7 separate regions of the Mus musculus genome follow, and all the other regions are linked to region 1. Evidence: chromatin contacts called from public ChIA-PET, Hi-C, HiChIP or PLAC-seq and capture Hi-C data. All regions are on one chromosome and are shown on one strand. The core of a region is the stretch at or near the end of the contact, and the rest is flanking DNA. Distances in the headings are between cores, read along the strand shown.

Region 1 (3,104 bases), core at 393-2,892:
GAATGATTAGGGATCCTACTACAAAAATCAAATATACTGATGTAACAGAAGGGTGAAAGGAGGCTCTCCCCTCTCCCAGCTAAACTAAGGTGTTCAGCTAGCCTTCTGATGGCTCACCAACACCAGGAATTCTCACTAGCTGCTTTACCAAGCACTATCAGTGAGGTTACGGCTTAACTGGACTCATCATAGGCAGCTGGAGTCAGGACGAAGCCGTATCAACCACTTCAGAAAACCATTCTGCAGAACTAAAGCTAACCCAACAAGCACCCAAAAGCAGCTTCCACTCCAGGATACAGACACTCCGAAGAAATGAATGCCAATGTCCACCAACAGCCTCAAAAGAATGCTGCCAGAGGTGTAACTCCTACTAGGTGCAAACCAGGAGGAACACCTAATGCCATCCATCCTCCGGAGAGTAGTAGCATTGATATGCATACAGCAAACCAGAAGCAATTTTTAAGAACCAGCCAACAAAACCCATGGAACAGCCATGGATGGATCTGGCAGACGTGGTACGGAGGGAAGGAAGACAGATACAAAAGTCACAGGGGTCCAAGCAGGCAAAACTAATTTGATGACAGAAAGCCTGGGGTTCTCTAGAAGACGGGTGTATGAGCTGCTAGCTGGAAAGCTACTCTTCTTGGTCAGCAGCATACAGGGTTCAGTTGAGTGAGCTGCAAACCCAAAATCCATACACTTGAATGTGTTTAACTTTTTACACAGGAGAGAAGCTGTGTATCCAAAGTAAGTGTCAGGTCGTTACATAAAGATTATAAAAATTATCATCACTGGATATCTATACCCTGGTGAAATATATTTGCTGTAAAAATGCTCTGCATTTGCTAAACTAAAACTCAAAATTAAAGTGACTGGGAAGTTTCCTTCTTCACGCGTATTCTAACATCAAATGTATCATTGTAAAATGACAGAGTGTTTCTGGCTTGCATTCCCTAACCCAAATTTATTTCACTTGCCCTCCTCATATGGCAATGGCTGTCGCATGCCACCACATGCCCTGATAGCTGGTCATCATCTACAGGGACACTGAGTGGCCTGGTTCTGGGATTTTTGACTGTCACCATGTCCTGGAATTGTTTCAAACCACGCTCACATAAACCCCATCCAGGCTCCCTTATGCCTGGCCACCCTTGCCTTTCCAGAGCAGCAGAGCGGCTCAGCATGGGACTACTGCGACCTCTGGTTTGGAGCTGGTAAGATTCTAGACGCTGAGCTACAGAGATCCAGTAACTCCCAGGGGACAGCAGAGTCCCGGGACCCCCGCTGCCCGCCGCAGGCCGAGTGGCTGGACCCGCCCCAGGGAATCCGCGCAAACGCTGCCGTCGCTTCCGGGTTTGGAGTTTTCCCGCGTGTTGTGACACGTGACCAGGATGCTTAGCAAAGCGCGGGGCACCGAATCCGGGTCCGCGCTCGCTAGGACCTTGCGGACCGGTGCTGGCCTGGGAAAAAAAAAAAACCCGCGCTGCCGCTGCCGCCACCAGCGACCTAGGCCCACGCGCCTCCCGCGTTTACCTGGAAGTAGGAACACTAGCTGCCTGGCCGCCAAGTCCCCGCGGTCCCGACCTCCGGCCATGGTCGCGCCCTGCCGGAAGTGGCGCCGAGGGGCCCGCCAACCGGGGCCACCAGCCTGCCTCCATTTCCGGGCCCGCCCGCTCGGCTTCCTTTTTTGAAATCTGCGCGGGCCCTGCTGTCAGTGGAGGGTGTGGAGCTCCTCGTTTTTCTCACTCTCATTCTACGGGCGCTGCTCGTGCGTGTATTTCATACATTGAGGTTCCTAATGCGGGCGAGCAGCCTTCAAATTGGCTGTGGGCCAATTTGATAGTTAAGGTAATTTTTTAAAGATACAACCCAAATTATGCTTATAATTTGGAGTTCAACATACGAATTTGTTATTTAGGATAAATCTTTAGAGTATTAACGAGACTTAGTTTGGGTGTGGTTTGGTTTTGACACAAGGTCCACCACCCAGCGGGGACTGACCTTCAAAGTATGCCGCCCTGGCTGGCTTTGAATACTGGATCAGGAACCTCCCAAGTGCTAGAATGGTTGTGAGCAAAAGTGGTGTCTTGTTGCCTAGGGCTCACCTCGGGGCTATAGAGAAAACAATTAAGCCCTGACTAGGGAGGTGGAGAGGGGATTCTCTCAAAGGGCCAGCTGCCGATCAGGAAGCTTGTTCTGAAGTGTTCTTTCTAGGCAGACTATGCACTTTATGTCTTTTGTTATCCAGTCTAGTGGCACTTTGTATTTTGTTTTTGTAGAGGGAGCAATGTGAGACACAGGCAACATAAATGTGGAGGTCTGAGTTATAAAGGTGGTCAAAGCTTTTGAGAAATTACATAGAGCAACCAGAAGTTGGTCTGGATCTTAAAACATAGGCTGAGATTCCCTCCTGAGGCATGAAGCCCTTAAAAATACCCACCTCTGAACAACAATATGAACTAACCAGTACCCCCAGAGCTCATGTCTCTAGCTGCATATGTAGCAGAAGATGGCCTAGTCGGCCATCATTGGGAAGAGAGGCCCCTTGGTCTTGTAAACTTTATATGCCTCAGTACAGGGGAACACCAGGGCCAAGAAGTGGGAGTGAGTGGGTAGGGGGGGGTGGTATGGGGGACTTTTGGGATAGCACTTGAAATGTAAATGAAGAAAATACCTAATTAAAAAAAATATATATATAATACCCACCTCTGACCAGACCATTGTAAGACCACGAAAAAATAAGGCCACGCAGGGACATTTCGTGATTCTCTCAGACAAAAGCAAGATCAGTGTCATTTGTGCAGCAACTGTCCCAGCACTTGGCCACAGTGAGAACTGCTTTACCCAGTACAGCTCTATTCCTGTGCTAGTCTCCCCTGGCTGTGGATAAGAGTCAGGAAGATGAGTCAGGATACAAAGACAGAAGAGGACTCTGGAGGGAAAGGGGTCCCCCTAGGACTGGCTTTGCGTTTCATGCTGGCTGAGAATTAAGAATTTTGACTCAATTGGACCATCAAGGTGGTTCAGTACACAGAGGATTAACAGGATTCCCATGCCCAGCCACAGAGAAATCACTGCACACTGAGGGATTAATAATGGAAATG
Region 2 (3,104 bases), core at 204-2,703, 920 kb after region 1:
ATACTCTAGGACTGTAGTATTAGTTTGGATTTAGTTAGCTTACAGGTATGTGACTTGTGTGTGGTCTAGTCTTTTCTGAAGTGGTGGGTTTATTTTCAGTGTGGATTCTTCGGCTGTGTTCATCAGAGGCTTCTGATGCCAGAACCACCTGAAAGTTTGTGCTAACACTATGCTTTCAACTTTTTCTCTCTCCTTTTTTTTTCCTCACCAGTTTTTATTAAGGGCCAATAGTTTTTAAAAGATAAAATTGTTAATAAACAAGACCAATAAATATATAATAAAATTTATAAAGCCCACTTACAGGCAAAAAAAAAAAAAAAAAAAACCCAAAAAACAAAACAAGACAGGTTTTGGATATAGTTTGTTTCACTCCAACTCCTTTTAGAGTCCTTTTCCCTGGTGCCCTGTATCCTGATGTGTGCTTGTTTTTGACTTTATACTTAGGTTGGCATCTTTCCTCTCACTCTTTTTTTAAAATGCTGTTTTTTTGTTTTTTTGTTTTTGTTTGGTACAGGGTTTCTCTCTGCATAGCCTTGGCTGTCCTAGAACTCCCTCTGTAGACTAGGCTGGATTCCTACCTCTGCCTCCTGAGTGCTGGGTTTAAAGGTGGGTCACATCATCACACCTGGCTGTTCATTGACTTCATAAATGTAGCTTTCTCTTTTTCTTTCAGTTGTAGATAATAATTGTTGTCTCTTTAAATACTGCTTCTGTTCATTGCTTTTATCTCTTTAGATCTTGAGTAAACAGGATATTAAATAATTTATTGAACCTTCTGGGTTGTTGGTTTTTTTTCTTCCTTTTTTCCTTTATTTTTATGTCTTGTATTTACTGGTCTTTGCTCCCTTCTTTTCCCTCTTCTCTTCTTTGTGTTTATTCTTTCTCATTTCCCTTCTCTTCCCCCTCCTCTCCCTTATTCCTTCCTTCCTCCCTCCTCCCTTTCCACAGAATCTCAGTATAAAGCACATATTACACATGAAATTAGGATCCTCCTAATGCAGCCACCAGAGTGCCCGAATCCCAGGCATGTATCACTACACTGAACTCCTAATTGGTAAATTCCTTCTAACTTATTTAACTTTTTATCTATTTGTGTGTGTGTGTGTGTTTATGTAACCAACTTGTGAGAGTTGGTTCTCTGCTACAGTGTGGGTCTGTGGGAAGAGTCTCTGCAAACACCACATCTAGGAAGAAGGAAGTCTGGTTCAGTGTGACTCGGTAGCTCTTGTTGTTTCAAACTTCTAGAATCTGCTGCTAGGAAGTTTATTTTAGGCATATTTAAGTACAACTCAATTTGGAAAAAAAACGTTTCTTGGTGTAACATAATCTTGTGTACAGTTAAAGCTTAAGCATTAGTTACGTTGGAACTCTTTTCAAAGTACATGTCACCTTTTCCATAAAAACAGATTGTATAGATAGATTACATGTACCATCTTAAGGGCCCTGAGGGGAGGGGAGGACCTGGTGTAGCCTCATTCATACAGATAGTGCAGGGTTCACCAGGCTCTTAACCACATCCATTCCCAGCCTTCTGGGTGGAAAACAGTTTATGCATTTCTTCCTTTGAAGAGGCAGCCTTGTGTTTAACATTCCTAGTTTCCCTAGTGCTCCTCTGTGAACACAAAGATCTTGTGCCCTCTGCAGGTCCTAGGGATTGGACTTGGGTGGCAAATTGCTTTTACCTGCCAAGCCGTCTCATGCCCCTCCTCTGATTTATTTTAAACTTAACAAAATCTGTATTGAACCACAACAAAACTACTATAAAATTAACTATCAGTTAAGTTAGTATTTTTACATTTTATAGCTTAATTCTAGTATTATAGATCCAAAAGAGATGAGGATTATTATTTTGTTCTTGCCATTTGTTCTGATCTTTTTTTTTTTTTTTTTTTTTTTTTTGAGACAGGGTTTCTCTGTGTAGCCCTGGCTGTCCTGAAACTCACTCTGTAGACCAGACTGGCCTCTAACTCAGAAATCCACCTGCCTCTGCCTCTCAAGTGCTGGGATTAAAGGCTTGCGCCACCACTTCCCGGCCTGATCTTTTATTATGATTCTGTTTATTGTGGTTTATTTCCTAGCACATAGGGACATGATTAATCTTCAGGGGCTACTTTCATTTAGTAAACGTGCAATCTGCCTGTATCAGAAACAGTCTGTTGAGACCATTTTGAAGTTCTAAGTAAGTCTTAGTGTTTAGCTCTTCAGCTTTGGTCTGGGGTAGGACTTATTTTTGTTCCCAACGTGCAGTGGATAGTAACTTCCTTCTCACATGCTCTTTCAACTTTTCCTCAGGCTTAACCTGATACTGCTGCTGTTCAGTATTACAGCTTTGTTTGTTTTAAACAAAATGTAGTTAAGGAAAAGCAGCCCTCTCAGACCTTATTCCAGAAGTTACTGTTTTGTGTTATTAAGAATTACTTGAGAAGTTTTCTTAAAACTCTCTGCAGTAGCGTTGTCACACTTTGGTTCTTCATAATCCAAACCTCAAGCCTACATTTTTAAGTTTGGAGAGTTTCCAAGTAAGGATTATTGTAGTGGTCTCCAGAGAAGCAGAACTGATAGGAGATAAGGTAAGTAGATGGTAGAGGAGATGTGCTGGTGTCAGTGGCTTCATTGTGGAAGCTGAGAAGTTCCACAATGCCTGTTTTCTGGGTAGAGAACCAGGAAAGCCAGCAGTGTGCCTCAGAGTGAGGCTGTAGTCCCAGGAAGGGAGGCAAGGGTGGGCAGACTGCTGTGAGTCCAGAGGATAGGAAGTGTGCTCACAGGCAGAGAAGGAAGATGTCCCAGAGCTAGGCTAAAATCTACCCATCCTTTGCCTTTATGTTCTACGCCCACCTGTGATAGTGATAGATAGTTTTCACTCAGCTTACCAACAGATGTTACTGTCCAGTGAAAACACCCTTACAGACATACCCTAGACTGTTCAGTCAATAAAAAGTGAAGCTGCCTGGAGAAGAATGAATGCGGGGCCTATTGTAGCACTGAGAATAATTAGTACTTTACCAGCTATGTGGCTATACCTTCATTTAATAAATTGACAACCAGTTTTAAAATCACAAGAATCGTACATGATGTCAATTGGTAAGCATTTGAAGTCTGTTTTT
Region 3 (3,104 bases), core at 335-2,834, 890 kb after region 1:
CCCCGAGAAAACACTTCTGGCATTAGTAGACCATACTCCAGTAGGGCAAACATGGTCTAAATCCTTTTCTGTACTTATCAATTGACCATAACCAGCCACTCACAAAACACATTTGGGTGATAGCTTGGTCTTTCAGCTGCCAGCTCTTGACTTTCAGGTTCCTCTTCTTCTGAAGATTGTCTTAACTGAGTTCTTTATGGTATATTTCTACCAAACTCTGACCTGGCTTATTTTGATCGTATGTAGCATAACACTTCACATAAGCTTATATTGGCAGAAGATTCTTGTGGTGGTTTGAATAGGAATGGCCTCCTAGCCTCATGTGTTTGATTGCTTGGCCCATAGGGAGTGGCAGTATTAGGAGGAAATATGACACTATGGGGTGGGCATTGGGTCTCCTATGCTCAAGCTAGGTCCCTCCTGGGGCACAGTCCCTTTCTGCTGCCTGCGGACCAAGATGTAGAACTCGCAGCTCCTTCTCTAGCACTGTCTGCCTGCATACCTCCAAGCTTCCTGCCATGATGATAATAGACTGAACCTCTGAACTGTAAACCAGCTCCAATGAAATGTTTTCCTTTATAAGAGTTGCCATGATCATGGTGTCTCTTTACAGCAATAGAAACCCTAATTAAGACAATTCTGAAATGTAATAGTCTCAGATAATAATCAAATAAAGTCCACCTGCTGTAAAAACAAAAGCAAAACAAAAAACAAAACAACCAACCAACCCAAATCAACCAAAACCTGTTATTGTTCCAATGAGAAGCTAAAGGGAGATGGCAGTCTGGAGTCTGCAGCCCTAGGGTCTGATTAACTGCCTGAAGGTTACATTGTGTGTTAAGGTGGACTAAGGCATGGGGTCATAGAAAGGTAGGGCTGCCAAAGTGAAGGCTGCACAAGGATGCTTGGAGAAATCAGGGGATACTAGAACACATTTTCTTTTTTAATGAGAATTTACTAGTTACTGTTTTGATCTGACAGATTTTTGAGACCAACAATGTCTCTGTTCTCATTGAGTTTAATAGAGGTGCAAGAAGCAAGCATAAACACACACATCACACTCACATGTATTTGTGGAGTGGAAACAAGCGTGCTATTTATAAAACCGAAGCAGAGCAAAAGAACAGGGTTTGAGGGTGGCTGCTATTTGAGGAGACCCTAAAGAAGCCAAAAGCGCAAAGCACGCGTGGCCGTTCTTTTTCTAATTTTCCAAGCTGTAGGGAGCAAGGTGCGCCCCCGAAGCTCCGCCTCTCTCTCCCGATAGGCCGCAAGGTGCCATCTCCAGAGTTTCCCCGCCCACCACCCCGCCCAGAGGTGGGGCTTCGAGCCCGCGCTCAGAGAGCGCCGAGCCGAAAGCGCGCGCACAGCCCTCCCGGCATGCTTCTCGTCCTCTCACGGCGTGGCTCAGACCCGCGCCTGGCATGCTGGGAACTGTAGTTTCCGCCCTCCGCCCCGCTTCAGCGGTGGCGGTAAAAGCGACTAGGTCGGGCTCCATTTCTAGCACATGACTAGCGGCTGTGGGGAGGCCCTACGAAGGGGTGAGGGCAGGGTCACCGCGACAGCCGGCAGGCCAGCGCCCTGGCCTTCTCCGGCGCGCGCCTCTCCTCAGCGCCGCCCCCGCGCCGCGGCCACCTCGCGCTCCAGGCGTCACGGAGCGCGCGCTCCTCCCCCTTCGTCCCCTCCCGCTCGACTCGCCGCCGCCGCCGCAGGAGCAGACGCCTCCGGAGCCGCGCGCAGCCATGGCCGAGAACCCCGGCTTGGAGAACCACCGCATCAAGAGCTTCAAGAACAAGGGCCGCGATGTGGAGGCGAGTGTGCTCCGGGGCCGGCCGGGCCGGGCGGCTGGGAGGGGAGGGGCGGGGGCCGCGGCCGCTGGCTCTCGCCGGCTGGCGGTCAGTCGGAGTTGGCCGCCGCCTCGGGGCGCCGCGGCCCGGGCAGCAGCCGCCCTCTGAGCGACTAGCGCGGCACCTGGGACCACTGAGCGCTCGGCCCCGCTGCGCGGGCGCGGCCTGGCGTCGGAGGGGAAGGGATGTGGAGCCGAGGCGGGGTCCGCGGGCCGCGCGGGAGGACGGACCGGGATGCTGCCGGCCCGCGTGCCACCCGCACCGCCGGGGCCGGGCCGCGCCGCCGCTCGTGTCCGCAGCCGGTGCAGCCTCCCGCGCTGCCGCACATGGAGCCTCGGTCCCCGCGCTTACCTTGTGCGAGCCGGGCCCAGGCGGGCGGTGGCAGCCCTCAGAGGGGGGTGGGGACCAGCCGGGTAACTGACTTGTTTGAGGGTGGTGGATGGGGGAGGGTAGGATGCGCCAAGACCATTTTCTTATATTCCAGTGCGGTCCTTTGGACCAGTCTTCCCGAGCTGTTGCAGCTCATACCCCTGTGACTGCTGGCATTTAGAGCGAGCTAAAGGTGGACAATAGTTTACCATCTATTGTGTTGAAGCTTTGGGAAGGAGGTTGTGCAGACCTCTGATCTTGGGTTTTTTTTTTTGTTTGTTTGTTGTGTTTTGTTTTTTGTTTTTTTAAAGCTCGTCTTGGAGTCGAAGTGTGAATAATAGGAAAATAATTTCTTTCACCTGTTTTGCAGAAATAAATTGGATACATAAGATTCCTACGTCCTTGTATATACCACATGCCACCAAGCTAGTAGATTTTCCAAGTGGTTGCAAAACTGTAAACATTCATTGTGGTCACTCAGTTTGCTGCTACTCAGCATGTTGCCATTGTCTCATTAAGGTGACATTAGCAGCTACTATTTGCAAACTCTGCTTATTGAGGTAGCGCTAGAGGTCTCACTGCTCCTACTAAAACCAATGAAGTGTAATAGCACAAACTTCACTGGGACCCAACCTCTGGATTTGATGGGGGAAATAGTTTTAAGCCCATCCCCTTTTCTCTATTCTAATAGTAGGGAATATGATTTGTATAGTCCAATAGTTTTTGGTAAGAGGCTAGTTAGTAAATACAGGGTTTGGTTTGGCTAAGAAGCAGAGGAAGCTGGGCCATTTTTCAGGGCTACACAGTTAAGTGTGAATTGGAAAAAACCTGGGGGAATATCTGTGGAATTCCCACTTGAGTGAGACTATAGGCCTTCCATCTCTGTCCTGA
Region 4 (3,104 bases), core at 257-2,756, 840 kb after region 1:
GTCCTGGGCAGATCCTAACAGTTGGGTTTGTTTGTTTGTCTTGTTCTCAAAGCCCCTTGGGGTAGATTGGGAACATCCGTGTCTTTATTATTGTGTCCCACAGAGGCCAGTGCAGCTTTCCTACAGGAGCCCATCTTAGGCCTCAGCTGGGAGCCGTGGCAGGATGTGGTTCTGACCCAAGCCTCACTTTCCAGCTGACCTCTCGGCTCTGTGCCACAAACAGACTGAATCTTTGCCCTTACACTGCAGACCATCTGCCCCCTCTTCCTCCTGGCAATCTGTCTTCTCTCACTTCCTCAACCCCACTCCACCACCCTCACTTCGTTTTCTCCTCCTGAGAGACAGTTGCATCTACTCCCTCTCTGCTGCTCTAAGCCAGGGACCACTCCTGTTCTTAGACTTCAGCCTACAGCCAAATTCCTGGTGGAATTTATTAGAACATGGGTTCAGAACCTTATGCCTTTGGTTGCCAAGGCAGCAGGTCTGGCATAGGCCCAGAATGTGCTTTGCACTGAGGGTACACTTTGGTAGCTTCTAATCTAATTAGTGGATGCCACCAGATTAAGGACTTGCCACTCTCTTGGTGTTGCCACCATTTAGCGCCCTTGCCACTTTTCCTTGTTACATGATGTTCTGTGACAAAACTTTTCCTGGGAAGATGCAACACACGTGTCTACTCAGCTCAGGTGGGGAAACAATGATAACCAAAGTATGGATACTGCCTAATTCCATCTTGGTGGATCACTGAGTTTTAGTAGGGTTACTTGCAGGAGTGTGGGAAAGGAGTTACTTACAGGAGCGGAAATGAGCACACTGCACAGTCGGAGGCACCTAAACACGTTAGATCATATTCTTTCCCGATGACTCAGTTGATCTAAACCTTTCCAGGCAGCTGGGCTGGCTTTTGCTTCTTCCAAGCATCTGGTCTTGTCTCAGAATCTCCTTTGCTGCTTTTATTGCTTAGAGGAGGTCCAGTAAACTGGTCAGTTTGAAAGACTTCCTGGAGCTATTTTAAGTTGTTTGCCTTCCTGGTTGAGAATCTTCCCTGCAGGATAGAGTCAAAGGACTCAATTTTGGAGGAAACAGTCCACAACACTTGAGGATGGTTGAGTAGTGGGCTTGTGATCTCCATCCTCAATACTGGTCTTGCGATTAGGGAACAGCCCACTCAACACCTTGGCCCCTGCACTCCTTGGCTCCCCACATCAAATGAACTTTCACCTCACACCCACCTTGGAACTCATAGACTCCACCAGTCATCGCCTATAACCATCAGACCCCTAAGACTCAGTTTTCAGTCCCTCACTTCCTGACTCTTTCTTCCTCTCACTTTCAGCTTTAATGACTCTAAAGTTCTCACCCCAGCAATTCTTTGACCAGGAGACCCCCACCATTCACCACCGGTCTCTCATTGGCCCCATCTTTCTTCCATCTTCTGTCTGTCATCTCTTTTTCTGTCACTTGCCTCCTGACTCAGTGTCTTAGAGAGCATTCTGCTATTGTAATGAAGAGCTGAGGTCATCAAAGCCCACTTTCAGAGGTTCCGTAATCAGTTGGCCCTGCTCTTCTCAGCCCATTATGGCTGGGAGCACACGATAAGAGAATTGTTCATTCTTTTCAAAGCAGAGGCATGGAACGGATTTAGGACAGAGATTATGATCCTACAATCTCTTCCAGGGGCATGTTCCCAGGGTTGTTCCTCTTAGTTTTCTGTCAACTTGACACAAGCTAGAGTTATCTGGGAAGAGGAACCTCAGCTGAGAAAACGTCTCCATCAGATTACTTGTAAACAAGTCTGCAGGGCCTTTTCTTGGTTAATTATTGATATGGAAGGGCCCAGGCCAGTGGGTGGTCCTCGGGTATATTAGAAAGTAGGCTGATCAAGCCATGAGGAGCAAGCCAGTATCCAGCACTCCCCAGAGACCTCTGCTTCAGCTCCTGACTTGATTCTTACCCTGAGTTTCTGCCTTGGTTTTCTCCAATCGTAGACTATAACCTGTAAGCCAAATAGAACTTTCTTTCTCAGGTTGCTTTTGGTCATGGTGGTTATCACCTAATAGAAACCTAACTCTAAGACAATGATATAAGATTTCCCAAGAGGCCCTATCTCTTAAAGCAGTGGTTCTCAACCTTCCTAAGGCTGTGACCCTTTAATATAGTTCCTCAAGTTGTGGTGAACCCTTGTCTTAGTCAGGGTTTTAATCCTGCACAAACATCATAACCAAGAAACAAGTTGGGGAGGAAAGGGTTTATTCGGCTTACACTTTCCACATTGCTATTTATCACCAAGGAAGTCAGGACTGGAACTCAAGCAGGTCAGAAAGTAGGAGCTGATGCAGAAGCCATGGAGGGATGTTCTTTACTGGCTTGCTTCTCCTGGCTTGCTTAGCCAGCTCTCTTATAGAACCAAGACTACCAACCCAGAGATGGTCCCACCCACAAGGGGCCTTTCCCCCTTGATCACTAATTGAGAAAATGCCTCACAACTGGATCTCATGGAGGCATTTCCTCAACTGAAGCTCCTTTCTCTGTGATAACTCCAGCTGTGTCAAGTTGACACAAAACTAGCCAGTACAACCTTCAACTCTAAAATTACGACTGTAATTTTACTGTTATGAATTGTACTGTAAATACCTGTGTTTTCTGATGGTCTTAGGTAACTCCTGTGAAAAGGTTGAGACCCACAGGTTGAGAACCACCGTCTTAAAGGCTCACCAACTTCAATAACTTCACTGTAGAGATCAAGATTTCAATACTGGGCCTTGTCATGGTTGGTTTTAATATCAACAAATTAGAATCACTTGAGAAGGGAACCTCATTTGAGAAATTGTCTTAATCGCTTTATTAGTGAAAGAAGACTCAGCCTAAATGTGGGCATTAGCTTCTGGTAGCAGCCTGGATACAGGGAGCTGAAGGAAGATTCTCTCCCTTTTGATGGTATATCATTCTCTCTGCTGAGTCAGTCGAGTTTGTTGCTGTGCTGTTGATTCCTTCTCGGGTATCAGAACCAGTGTTTCTGGGCTTCCATTGTTGACTGAGTACCAGCAGCTTTCCAGGAGCTGTCCAGGGTTTCCATGCCAGATTGGGCTTGCCAAGCATCCAAC
Region 5 (3,104 bases), core at 239-2,738, 800 kb after region 1:
CTATCTATCTCTAGGGGTCAGCTGAGGTAGGAGCAGGCCTGTCCTGTCAGCACAATATCCAGAACACAACAGAAGCATACACAGTGTCTGCACAGGCAAGATAACTATCCCAAAATCCTTGATGACATAGGTCATGCTAAGTGTCTTCTAAAATTATAATCCTGTTTCATTCAGGGCTTTGGTAAGTCCTAGGAAATTAAGGAAACAAGAATCTATACCAGGACTTCTGATACTGAGATTTATCCTGTTTGAAGCTGGGCAGTGGTGGCAGGTCTCTGAGTTTGAGGCCAGCTTACTCTAAGGAGTGAGTTCCAGGATAGCCATGGGAAACACTGCCTTGAAAAACAAAACAAAACAAAAAACAAAATTTTATTCTGTTTTGAAGTGAAAGTTATTTAGGAAAGTAGTTCTCATCTTTGAGCAGAGACAGAGGTGACAAGTGAAGTGTTTGGAACAGGAGTCACAACTCTGTGATGGTTAGTCTTGTCAGCTTGGTTGAATTGAGAAATGCCTAGGACATTGGCAAAGCACACCTGTGGAAGTGTCTGTGAGGGCGTTTCCAGAGAACATAGATCACAAGGCCTCTGACCTACCGAGTGAATTAGTCACCAGGTGGAGTCATAAATGATTATATTATTGGGATGGGTGAAGCAGAAGGCAGGGCCTAGTCAGAAGAAGCAGGTCACATTGGAAGGGAAGTGTCATGGGCTGAGCCTTGCTGTCCTTTCCCCACTTGTCTCTGCTTCCTTCCTGCCCCATGAGTGAACTACCCTCCTTGGTCTGGCTGAGCCCTTCCACCATGATGAAGGGAACCCTCTAAAACCATGAGCCCAAGTGAGTAATTCCACCTTTTTAACTGTATTTTGGTCAGAGCAATGTAGAAGTGGCATGTGATGATCTCCCATGTGCTTTGACTTTCAGGGAGAGGTCCCGAAGCTACCAGTACAAGTTGTAATGATCATCCAAAGTGTCCATTGAACACAATTAGGAAAAAAATTTGTAAACTAAGCAAAGAATCTCCCCAACCACTTTAAGTGACAAAACAGTAAACCTATTTCCCAGCTTTTTTCTTTCTGGACTTGACTTAATGGCATTTCCAGTGAAAATCGGGGGGAGGGGGTGGTGGCGGGGATGGGGTTGGGGATCTAAAGTGGTTGAAAGGAGTGGGAGCCACTTCTTTCCATCTGGGTGTCAAGACTGAGAAAGATTCTGAGCAGACCTGTGAGAGCCTATGAGTATATTAGTGCCTTTTCTAGACGCTATGACAAATATCAGACAAAAACAGAGAGGAGGGGTCACGTTTGAGGGTTCAGTCCATCCCGGCAGGGAGGCGGGGAGCAAGAAGGCTCTTGGCAATGCCATATGAGTACAAGTTGATCTTCCACATTTCAGAGAACCAGGAAACAGAGAAAGGGGTGTACTGGTGCTCAGCAGGTGGTTTCCTCTTTATCCAGCCCAGGACTCCAGCCCACGGGGTGTTGCCCCCCACATTCAGGGCAGGCGCTTCCCCTTCGACTGCTCTCTGGATGACTCAGCAAACAATGTGCTGCATTAATGCCCTCGTTTCTTACTCCAATCAGGTTGACAGTCAGGATTCACTTTCACAGTGTATGTTGATGAAAGGAGTGAATTTAAAGTTTGCTTAACAAATTCCTGAAACTAAACAAGTGGCAAATCTTGGGCTTTAAGGTAGGAATAGTTGGGGCTGGAGAGATGGACCAGTGGTTAAGAGCATGTACTGCCCTTGGGGGCATCGGAGTTAAGTTCTCAGCACCCATGTTGGGTGTCAGCACCCATGCTGAGTGACTCACAATGGCCTATATTTCCAGTTCTAAGGGATCCAACACTCTCTTCTGGCCTCCATGGGCACCTGTTCTTACTTGTATACACATTCAAATAAATAAAAAGAATAAAAAAGAGCTAGGTGTGCTACCATATGTTTTTAATCCTAGCACTCATAAGGCAGAGGCAGGTGGATTGCTGTGAGATCAGCCAGCCTGGTCTACATAGTGAAGTCTAGGTCAATTGGAGCAACATAGTGAGACCCTGCCTCAATAAAATAAAATAGTGTGTAGGGGTTGAGGTAATTCACTAATGAAGTGCTCTCCGTGCAAACTTGAGAACCCAAGTTCCATCTTTAGCACCCATGTTTAAAAGACATCAAAGCAGTACTCATCTACGATCCTAGCGGTGGGGAGCCACAGACTGGAGGATCTCTGAGACTCTCTGGCTGGCCAGCTTAGTCAGATCAATAAGCCCCAGGTCCTTGCTTTAAAAACCAAGGTGTATATTGTCTGAGGAATGCCATCCATGATTGACCTCTGTCTTCCACATGCACCCAAACGCATGTTTGAATTAAAAAATGAAATAAAAGGAGGTGGACATGACCACTCCTAAAGTGCAGAGAAGATTTTTATTGTAGGTATCGGAGAAAACAGGCAGAGAGGAGTCCAGGATGAACATGGCCGGCACACTAAACAGGACCACGAGAGGAGAGACTGGGAGGGAGATGAAGAGAGGAGTCCCACACCAAGGAAATGGAGCTAAGAAAAGGCTGAGAGTAGGGATTAGGGTGAGAAGAGCTGGGAGGAGCCACAGGTTCTGAGGGCTGCTGGGAGACTGGCAGTGTCTCCTCTAATATGTAAATAAGCACTTCAGTATTTGTCTGGGTTGCTGAGAACTAAGCCACCAGAAACCCCCAATAAAGAGGAATATTTAGAGGCAGAGGCGCTGCTGTTACTTTTACGCTGTTAAGGAATAGAATTGTTCCATCCAAGGCTAGAAGGCAGTTGTTTTGTCTGGAGTGTTGGAGACTGGATCCATGCCTCATGCATGCTGAGCAAATATTCCACCACTGAACCACATTTCTAGCCTCAAACACAGTTTTAAAACTGAGTTGTGAAGCAAGAAGCCACGCTACAGAGAGTTTGTCCAAATCTTTACAAATTACAAAAGTGTTCAGTTGCAAACCCAGGACAGGACAAAGTGTCTATATATAAAGTGGGCCTGACCACCAGATTCTCCCAGCATCCTTCACTGTTGTTTTTAAAAACAAAATTTCCAACCATTTGACTTTAACAATGAAGACTCAGGAGCCAGATGCT
Region 6 (3,104 bases), core at 315-2,814, 610 kb before region 1:
AAGCAGAAATCATGGAGGAGGGCTTGCTCACTGACCTGCACCTCATGGCTTGCTTAGTAAGTCTGTTTTCTTATAGCATAAAAAGTCTCCAGCAGAGGGGTGGCATTGCACACAATGAGCAGGACCCTCCCACATTAATAACCAATCAAGAAAATGAACCACAGGTCAATCTGGTGTGGGCATTTTCTCAATTGAGACTTTTTCAAAACAACTCTGGCTTGTGTGAGGCTGACATCACACTAGGCCAGCACACCATTCTACCAGCAGGAAGATGACACTGGTTAATTGCACGTCTTTATTTGAGAATACTGTGATGTGTTTTTATATTTGAGTATTAGGTATAATTAGGGACAACATCAGAGGTAGAAATTTGGGACTTCAAGGTTCCAAATGCTTTATAAATCAATTATATTCTAAATGCTAGTATCCTTGTCCTATGTAGCTTTAACTGTCTACTTGACACAGCCTAGAACAGTGGTTCTCAACCTGTGAATCATGACCCTTTTGGGGTCAAATGACCCTTTCATAGGGGTAGCTTATCAGATATCCTGCGTATCAGATTATTTATATTATAATTCATAACAGTAGCAAGATTAGAGTTATTAAGTAGCAACAAAAATAATTTTATGGTTGGGGTCACCACAGCATGAGGAACTGTATTAAAGGGTCACAGCATTAGGAAGTTGAGAAACACTGGTCTAGAGTCATCTGAGAGGAGAGACACCTCAAGTGAAGGTTGTCTAGATTGAACTGGTGCGTGGGCATGTCAGTGGGGGAGTCTCTGGTTTGTTGAAGCAGGGGACCTAGCCCATGGTGGGTGACACTATCTCAGGACGACCTGACTAGAGATAGTGCTGACCATGAGTCAGTAAGCAAGCCAGCAAGCAAGCAAGCCAGCAAGCAGCCCTGCTCCATTGTTTCTGCTTCAGACTTATGCTTGGGTTCCTGCCCTGACTTCCTTCAATGATGGACTGTGACCTGAATCTAACCTAAATAAACACTTTCCTCTCATAAGTCAGTGTTTTAGCAACAGAGAGGAAACTAGCCACCCCTCACGTATGAAGAGGGGATGATGGAACCACTGGGATATTGTATGAGAATGGACTGGATCAATTACGTAGGACTACGCGGTAGGTGCTCTAGTGTGGCTACCTAATAGTATGACAGTTTCTTCTCCAGCAATCTCCTGACAAATCAAATTCCTCAAATACGGACACAGAAATAAATTTTCTATATAAAATGAACACATAGCCAACAAATACCTAGGAATGTCAGAAACACTCATTTTTCAATAATATTACTAAAAAATACTTGGAGAAGATTAAATAGCTTCATGTTTTTTGGACGCTGACACTTTAAAAGTGGCCATCTTGCTTTAATAAGGTCTTGTGCCTTGGAGGCATCTAGGAAAGTTTGCTAACTGTCCCAAAAGACTCTTAAGATCACAGAAAGTCCCTTTGCACTCATTGCTGTGGGTTTGCTAACCAGCCTCTCCCCCACTGCACTGCATTCTGCTTGCATACAGCCCTGTTCACGATTAACCTCAGTTCCCCCAGCAACGTGTGGTCAACCACATCCTCGCCCTTACCCACTCCGTCTTCCCCCTACAGCAGCCAAGCACAGGCCAGGGCAGGATGCAGTGCAAATGAATGAAAGTACAAAACAGTTCTCTAGCCCACAGCAAGCCTCACCTAAATCCCAGGTCCTTCCCGTCAGCGCGCTCATGGCTCACAGACTATCTTCCCCTAGAGTGGCTATTACTTCATAGACCAGAGACTCCGAGAGGCCAGAGCCTGGGCTTGTCCATGGTGTCCTCAGTATAAACAACCCGGCCTGGATTGCACAGATATTCAGTACGCATCGGCAGATGAGCCAGCAGCTGAATAACAGGGAGTGGAAATGAACGCCCTTGGCTGTCTTCCCAGCAGATGAGGCAGGGCCGAGACACCTTCCCTTGAGGAAGCAGTGTTGCTGACGTGAGGCCTTCACCCAGTTGACCCTTTCAGTATTAGATGCCAGGGAATATGAAGAGGCCTCTTCACTAGTGAAGCCACTACACTCAGGAAAACAAGGCAGTGACAGATTTTTTTTATTTCCTATAAAACGTGAAGATGAGCAGCTCAGATTCTTAAACTACAACAGATTTAGACCACTGTGGGCACTGTGAGAAAGAATGGCTTGAAAAGATTCATCAACAGAGACTCAGTGGATGATGGACTCTTCATGAAGCTAGGTAACTACAGAAACACTTCCCTGAACTATTGTATGCTTAACAGCGGAGGAAACTAGCAGGGATGCAGTCAGGGGCAGAACACCTGCCTAGCATGCACACAGCCCACAGAGCAAACTCTAGCAGTGCAAAACAAACACAAAACACCGCAAGGGTTAAAATGGTAAAATCTGTGTTACACAGATTTTTAAAAAGATTTATTTTTATTTATATAAGTACACTGTAGCTGTCTTCAGATACACCAGAAGAGGGCATCAGAACCCCTTACTGATGGTTTTGAGCCACCACGTGGTTGCTGGGAATTGAACTCAGGGCCTTGGAAGAGCAGTCAGTGCTCTTAACCCCTGAGCCATCTCTCCAGCCCATGTTACACATGTTTTATGAATATAATTGTTACTGGTGGAGTCATATCCTATACCATGCATGCATGTTGCATTATTGCTTACTTACTGGATTTACCTAAATGCTATCTGAATATTTACATTTGTTTATATTAAACTGAATATTATAAATTTGCTAAAATAAGCATTTTAATAGCTATCCATATTTTTTCATTTTTTTCATCTTTTACAATGTACGTGAGTACCTTCATGCAGGTGCCTGTGGGGGCCACAAGGGGGTGCCAGATTCCTGAAGATGAAGTTACAGGTGTCATAGGCCTCTTACTGCGAGTGCTGAGATTCCAGCTCTAGTCCTCTTCGAGAGCAGCAGGCTTAGCTGCTGTGTAGACATCTCTCTGGCCTTTCTTTACTATTATTATTATTTTTTTTTAACAACAGGGCTCATGCTGGCCTCCAGCTCTGGCTAAGTAACTCCCCTGCTGTAGCCTCCTGGGTAGCTATGTAATGCCACCCCTTGCTCCACATTTTTATTG
Region 7 (3,104 bases), core at 223-2,722, 600 kb after region 1:
AGGCCGTATCTGCCACAGCAGCTCCCAATCAGTGGGGCAATAACAAGCAGCAACACCAAGCCACCATAGCCTGAACTTGAAGTTCCTGTGTGAACCAAGGCTTGACCCTACTGTAGGCTGGTGAGCTTCTGAGTTAGGCTGCTTTGCACTACCCCACCCCGACCCCACCGCCAACTCCCTGCAAGCGGGCCTTTTCAAGGACTTGAGGCTTGCTTGCTCTTTCCTTGGTGCACAGTTTAATCCACAGATCTACGGTAGCTTCCTTCGCTCCCTCATTCCAACCTCTGGACTAGCTGAGGTTAATGAGTAAGGGGCTGGTCAGGTCAGGGCTTCCTTTTTGGCAAGGATGACAGAGTCTTCTCCCACAGTGAGTCAGGACATCAGCCCAGGGAGCTGCCAGCAAGGCCAGGCTTGGGAATGCTCCCTAGCCAATGACAAATACAGAAGTCATACTAGATCCTGGAAAAAAAAAAATGAGAATGGTCCACAGGGAGTTCCTCGGGAAGTGGGCTGGGGACTGTTAAACAAGGTTTAAACTGAAGTTAAAGCTCCCCACTTGCACTTCTGGGATAAAATAGAGCACTTTAATCAAGGGCAGTTATAAAGCAGGAAGTTCAATTTGCCTATTGAACTGAAACAAAACAAAACAGCAACTGTGCCTTGTTTGCTCCAAAGCAGCCCGACTACCATTCTAACCTGTGTGCAGAAAACTTGCACAGGAGCATCTAAATGTGTTCATTTTAGATTTTTCTCAACCAAAGTTCTCTCCTTAGAGTCTTTATTGTGGCGGGGGCAGGGAGGGGGAAGTGCTGCCTCTTTAAACAAGCTCTCTCTCCGGGTTTTAAAATGCTCAACTCGTTTCATTTTCTTGATAAAATTTATCTGTGATCAGGACTGAGTCAGACCAAAAATACTTCTATAAGATTTGACCTTTTACTGAAATCCCACATTGAGATAATACACCTAAAATGGTGGTTACCAGTAAGGCTTTTGTTTTTCAAAAGTACATTTAAAATAAATCACTTTTTTTCAAGCAGAAAACTGTTTTGAATTAAGTCCTTCACAGCCGATCAGCCTGAGAGTTCTCGCTCTTTGATTTCCTTTTCATGCAAATTACACCAGGAGAGTTGTGCGTGTGTAGCACTGTCCAAACCACATTTAGCTTTCACATTTACTTCGTGTCCAATTAAGTCTCACAAGTTTACTTGCCTGTAAGACTCTATAAGGATTACATTATTTTTTTTACTCCTAAAACAAAAACAATGCCAGCAAAAGCCATTTTTTATTGTTAGCGAATGAAACATTTTCCAATTTTACAAGGATAATTAATTCTTTGCACTTTTTCTCATGATGATGAAAATACTTTTTATTTTTGTGTGTACTCTTGTTTTTTATTGGCTAAATTTGCTTTTCAACAGTTCCATACCCACATACAACACATTTTGATGACTCTCAACCCTCCCTCCCCCTTACCGCCTTCCTTCCTGTACAGTCCCCACCCGGCTCTGCAGCTCTGCAACAAGTCACTTTCCTATGTCCAGGCCCCTTTGTTTCGTTCAGGGATTTTTAAAGCACGGTTGTCTGTGTGACCGAGAGTTTGGTACTCTCTGTTGGAGCGTACTCTCTGTTGGAGCGTGGTGGGCTCATCGTTGACTGTATGTTGAAAGGCAGTGAGGGCAACAACTTTTCATTCCTTCTGATGAAGTATTTTCATGTATTTTTTTTTCTTAATTCCAACAAACTCTTAAATGCTTTATTATTTAAAGAGTTTTTAAGGGCTTTTCATTTGAAGCTCTGTGACTTATTATAATAGCTACTCACCCCAGCTGTGAGGAGTGCCCACCTGGAGTTTAATCACCTGATTTCTCAGTGAATTCTTGTTTACCCTTGAAATGGGGGGGGGGGAGAGTGGGAGGGAGTGGTGAGGGGGAGACACAATTAATGACAGATTATCTAAAACAAAATCAACTCCAAAATTCCTGTGAGAGGCTATTTGTGTTAGTGGCAGATTTTGCGTTTTCCTTAGCAACTTGCTGTGAACACCTGAGGATAACAAAATTTTGAGCTGAACAGGAAGTCTAGGAAGAAAATCATTATGAAGCAATTACATCTAGTTTTCTAAATCACCATAAAAGGAATGTGCTGCCTCCAGAGTTAGCAGTGGTGAAGTGACAGGTTTTAAAATTGGATCAGAGAAGCAGGATTGGATGGATCTCAGGTAGTAAAGAGCTTCCCTGGCACGCACAAAGCCTTGCCTTCCATCCCCAACACCACAGAAGCCAAGCCAAGTTAGCTCGGGCCTGCAATCCCCACTTTCAGGAAGTAGAAGCAGGATGATAGGTTCAAGGTCATTTTAGCTAGCTGCACAGAGTCTGGCTGGGAAAAGCTAAAGATTTCATCAGCCCAAATGGCTGGTGTAAGCTAGAAAGGAGAATGAGCTGAATGGTGAGAAGCCGGATGGTTAGGCTCAGGGAAAGAGTCTCGGGCACGGTGTAGAGCAGTTAAGCCGCACTGCAACAGGTAGCCACCAAGAAGAGGGAGAATAGAAGAACAATGGAATAGGAAATCTGCTTCCAAGTCACAGGGGACAGCAGCAGCAGGAATGGCCACAGAATCTAAGGAAAGCCAGTCTTTTGTTTTAGGGTTTTGTTATTGTGTATTAGGTATGTCTTGTTTTGTTTATATTGCTGTGGATAAAACTTCTAGACAAGGCTAGCTATCTCAGACCTCAAGTCATCTGACACCTTTCTTTTGGACTAGCCACTGAGCAAAGAGAAAGTTTATCACAGAATAAAGACCATTGTAGCAGGTTTTGCCTCCTGGTCTATTGGACTAGAGATTGTAGGAGCTACACCTTTCATAAGCCAACCCCACAAGAAGGAGTCCCATACGCAGGATGTTCTGCACACCCCAACACTATTTTCCTGTGCTAATGAAAGAGTAGTAAACTCAGTGCTCCAAGGTATGCTAATCATAAAACAGATAGCGACATTCCTCCACCCACCCACTTCCTGGGTTCAAGGAGTATTCATTCAAAGAAAGTCACCCTGACCCACCCTGACCATTGCTGGAACCCGCTTTGCAAAGGTGCTATTGTTAGGGGC

Evidence for each region. A called contact is a pair of places that touch in the nucleus more often than the background predicts. ChIA-PET counts read pairs in DNA pulled down with a chosen protein or histone mark. HiChIP or PLAC-seq counts read pairs in DNA pulled down with a chosen protein or histone mark. Capture Hi-C pulls out chosen DNA fragments and counts their contacts.
Region 2: an H3K27ac HiChIP or PLAC-seq map of T-cell acute lymphoblastic leukemia shows a contact between it and region 1, with 5 times the contacts expected there. The contact joins the enhancer-like site here to the promoter of Rnaseh2b in region 1. A contact is called at or near these places in 1 of 484 Hi-C or Micro-C datasets (bone marrow-derived macrophages), 5 of 115 datasets of contacts at active chromatin or transcription factors (T-cell acute lymphoblastic leukemia, acute myeloid leukemia, embryonic stem cells and 1 more) and 1 of 9 other capture datasets (adipose tissue).
Region 3: a contact with region 1 is called in a capture Hi-C map of macrophages, with 4 times the contacts expected there. The contact joins the promoter of Kpna3 here to the promoter of Rnaseh2b in region 1. A contact is called at or near these places in 12 of 39 promoter capture datasets (the 3T3-L1 cell line, the C10 cell line, the HPC-7 cell line and 8 more), 9 of 484 Hi-C or Micro-C datasets (B cells, the HPC-7 cell line, bone marrow-derived macrophages and 3 more), 11 of 115 datasets of contacts at active chromatin or transcription factors (DN3 thymocytes, astrocytes, effector CD8 T cells and 6 more) and 4 of 9 other capture datasets (adipose tissue, embryonic stem cells, liver and 1 more).
Region 4: an H3K27ac HiChIP or PLAC-seq map of embryonic stem cells shows a contact between it and region 1, with 5 times the contacts expected there. The contact joins the promoter of 4930556J02Rik here to the promoter of Rnaseh2b in region 1. A contact is called at or near these places in 5 of 115 datasets of contacts at active chromatin or transcription factors (T-cell acute lymphoblastic leukemia, bone marrow-derived macrophages, embryonic stem cells and 1 more).
Region 5: a contact with region 1 is called in an H3K4me3 HiChIP or PLAC-seq map of bone marrow-derived macrophages, with 4 times the contacts expected there. The contact joins the enhancer-like site here to the promoter of Rnaseh2b in region 1. A contact is called at or near these places in 1 of 15 datasets of contacts at CTCF or cohesin (pro-B cells), 1 of 484 Hi-C or Micro-C datasets (bone marrow-derived macrophages), 10 of 115 datasets of contacts at active chromatin or transcription factors (the 230-238 cell line, DN3 thymocytes, T-cell acute lymphoblastic leukemia and 5 more) and 1 of 9 other capture datasets (embryonic stem cells).
Region 6: a contact with region 1 is called in a Hi-C map of regulatory T cells, with 11 times the contacts expected there. The contact joins the enhancer-like site here to the promoter of Rnaseh2b in region 1. A contact is called at or near these places in 1 of 484 Hi-C or Micro-C datasets (regulatory T cells) and 2 of 115 datasets of contacts at active chromatin or transcription factors (T-cell acute lymphoblastic leukemia and memory CD8 T cells).
Region 7: a contact with region 1 is called in an RNA polymerase II ChIA-PET map of memory CD8 T cells, with 28 read pairs. The contact joins the enhancer-like site here to the promoter of Rnaseh2b in region 1. A contact is called at or near these places in 1 of 484 Hi-C or Micro-C datasets (B cells) and 10 of 115 datasets of contacts at active chromatin or transcription factors (acute myeloid leukemia, bone marrow-derived macrophages, cardiomyocytes and 4 more).

The regions. Positions count from the first base shown.
Region 1 is chr14:62,330,606-62,333,709 of GRCm38.p6, reverse strand. It overlaps Rnaseh2b (ribonuclease H2, subunit B), which reads right to left and starts at 1,642. Exons shown (of 11, transcript NM_026001.3): 1 at 1,534-1,642. The coding sequence starts at 1,594. It overlaps Gm41173 (a long non-coding RNA gene), which reads left to right and starts at 1,655. Exons shown (of 2, transcript XR_874686.3): 1 at 1,655-1,848.
Region 2 is chr14:61,408,595-61,411,698 of GRCm38.p6, reverse strand. All of the region lies in intron 1 of Kpna3 (karyopherin (importin) alpha 3), which reads left to right. Among named protein-coding and RNA genes, the nearest start is that of Kpna3, 30 kb to the left of the region's middle. Within about 2 kb of position 1,453, at least 21 of the 459 cell types and tissues checked have an H3K27ac peak or open chromatin away from gene starts, as enhancers often do. A contact at or near this core is called in T-cell acute lymphoblastic leukemia and bone marrow-derived macrophages, where this site is marked.
Region 3 is chr14:61,438,427-61,441,530 of GRCm38.p6, reverse strand. It overlaps Kpna3 (karyopherin (importin) alpha 3), which reads left to right and starts at 1,584. Exons shown (of 17, transcript NM_008466.5): 1 at 1,584-1,808. The coding sequence starts at 1,740.
Region 4 is chr14:61,491,090-61,494,193 of GRCm38.p6, reverse strand. 4930556J02Rik (RIKEN cDNA 4930556J02 gene) reads right to left here and starts at 1,506. Exons shown (of 3, transcript NR_045714.1): 1 at 1,361-1,506; 2 at 795-1,045.
Region 5 is chr14:61,528,100-61,531,203 of GRCm38.p6, reverse strand. No RefSeq gene overlaps it. Among named protein-coding and RNA genes, the nearest start is that of Spryd7, 27 kb to the left of the region's middle. Within about 2 kb of position 1,488, at least 51 of the 459 cell types and tissues checked have an H3K27ac peak or open chromatin away from gene starts, as enhancers often do. A contact at or near this core is called in acute myeloid leukemia and bone marrow-derived macrophages, where this site is marked.
Region 6 is chr14:62,939,366-62,942,469 of GRCm38.p6, reverse strand. All of the region lies in intron 6 of Wdfy2 (WD repeat and FYVE domain containing 2), which reads right to left. Among named protein-coding and RNA genes, the nearest start is that of Defb48, 44 kb to the left of the region's middle. Within about 2 kb of position 1,564, at least 152 of the 459 cell types and tissues checked have an H3K27ac peak or open chromatin away from gene starts, as enhancers often do. A contact at or near this core is called in T-cell acute lymphoblastic leukemia, memory CD8 T cells and regulatory T cells, where this site is marked.
Region 7 is chr14:61,734,964-61,738,067 of GRCm38.p6, reverse strand. No RefSeq gene overlaps it. Among named protein-coding and RNA genes, the nearest start is that of Gm46480, 30 kb to the right of the region's middle. Within about 2 kb of position 1,472, at least 136 of the 459 cell types and tissues checked have an H3K27ac peak or open chromatin away from gene starts, as enhancers often do. A contact at or near this core is called in B cells, bone marrow-derived macrophages, embryonic stem cells and 1 more, where this site is marked.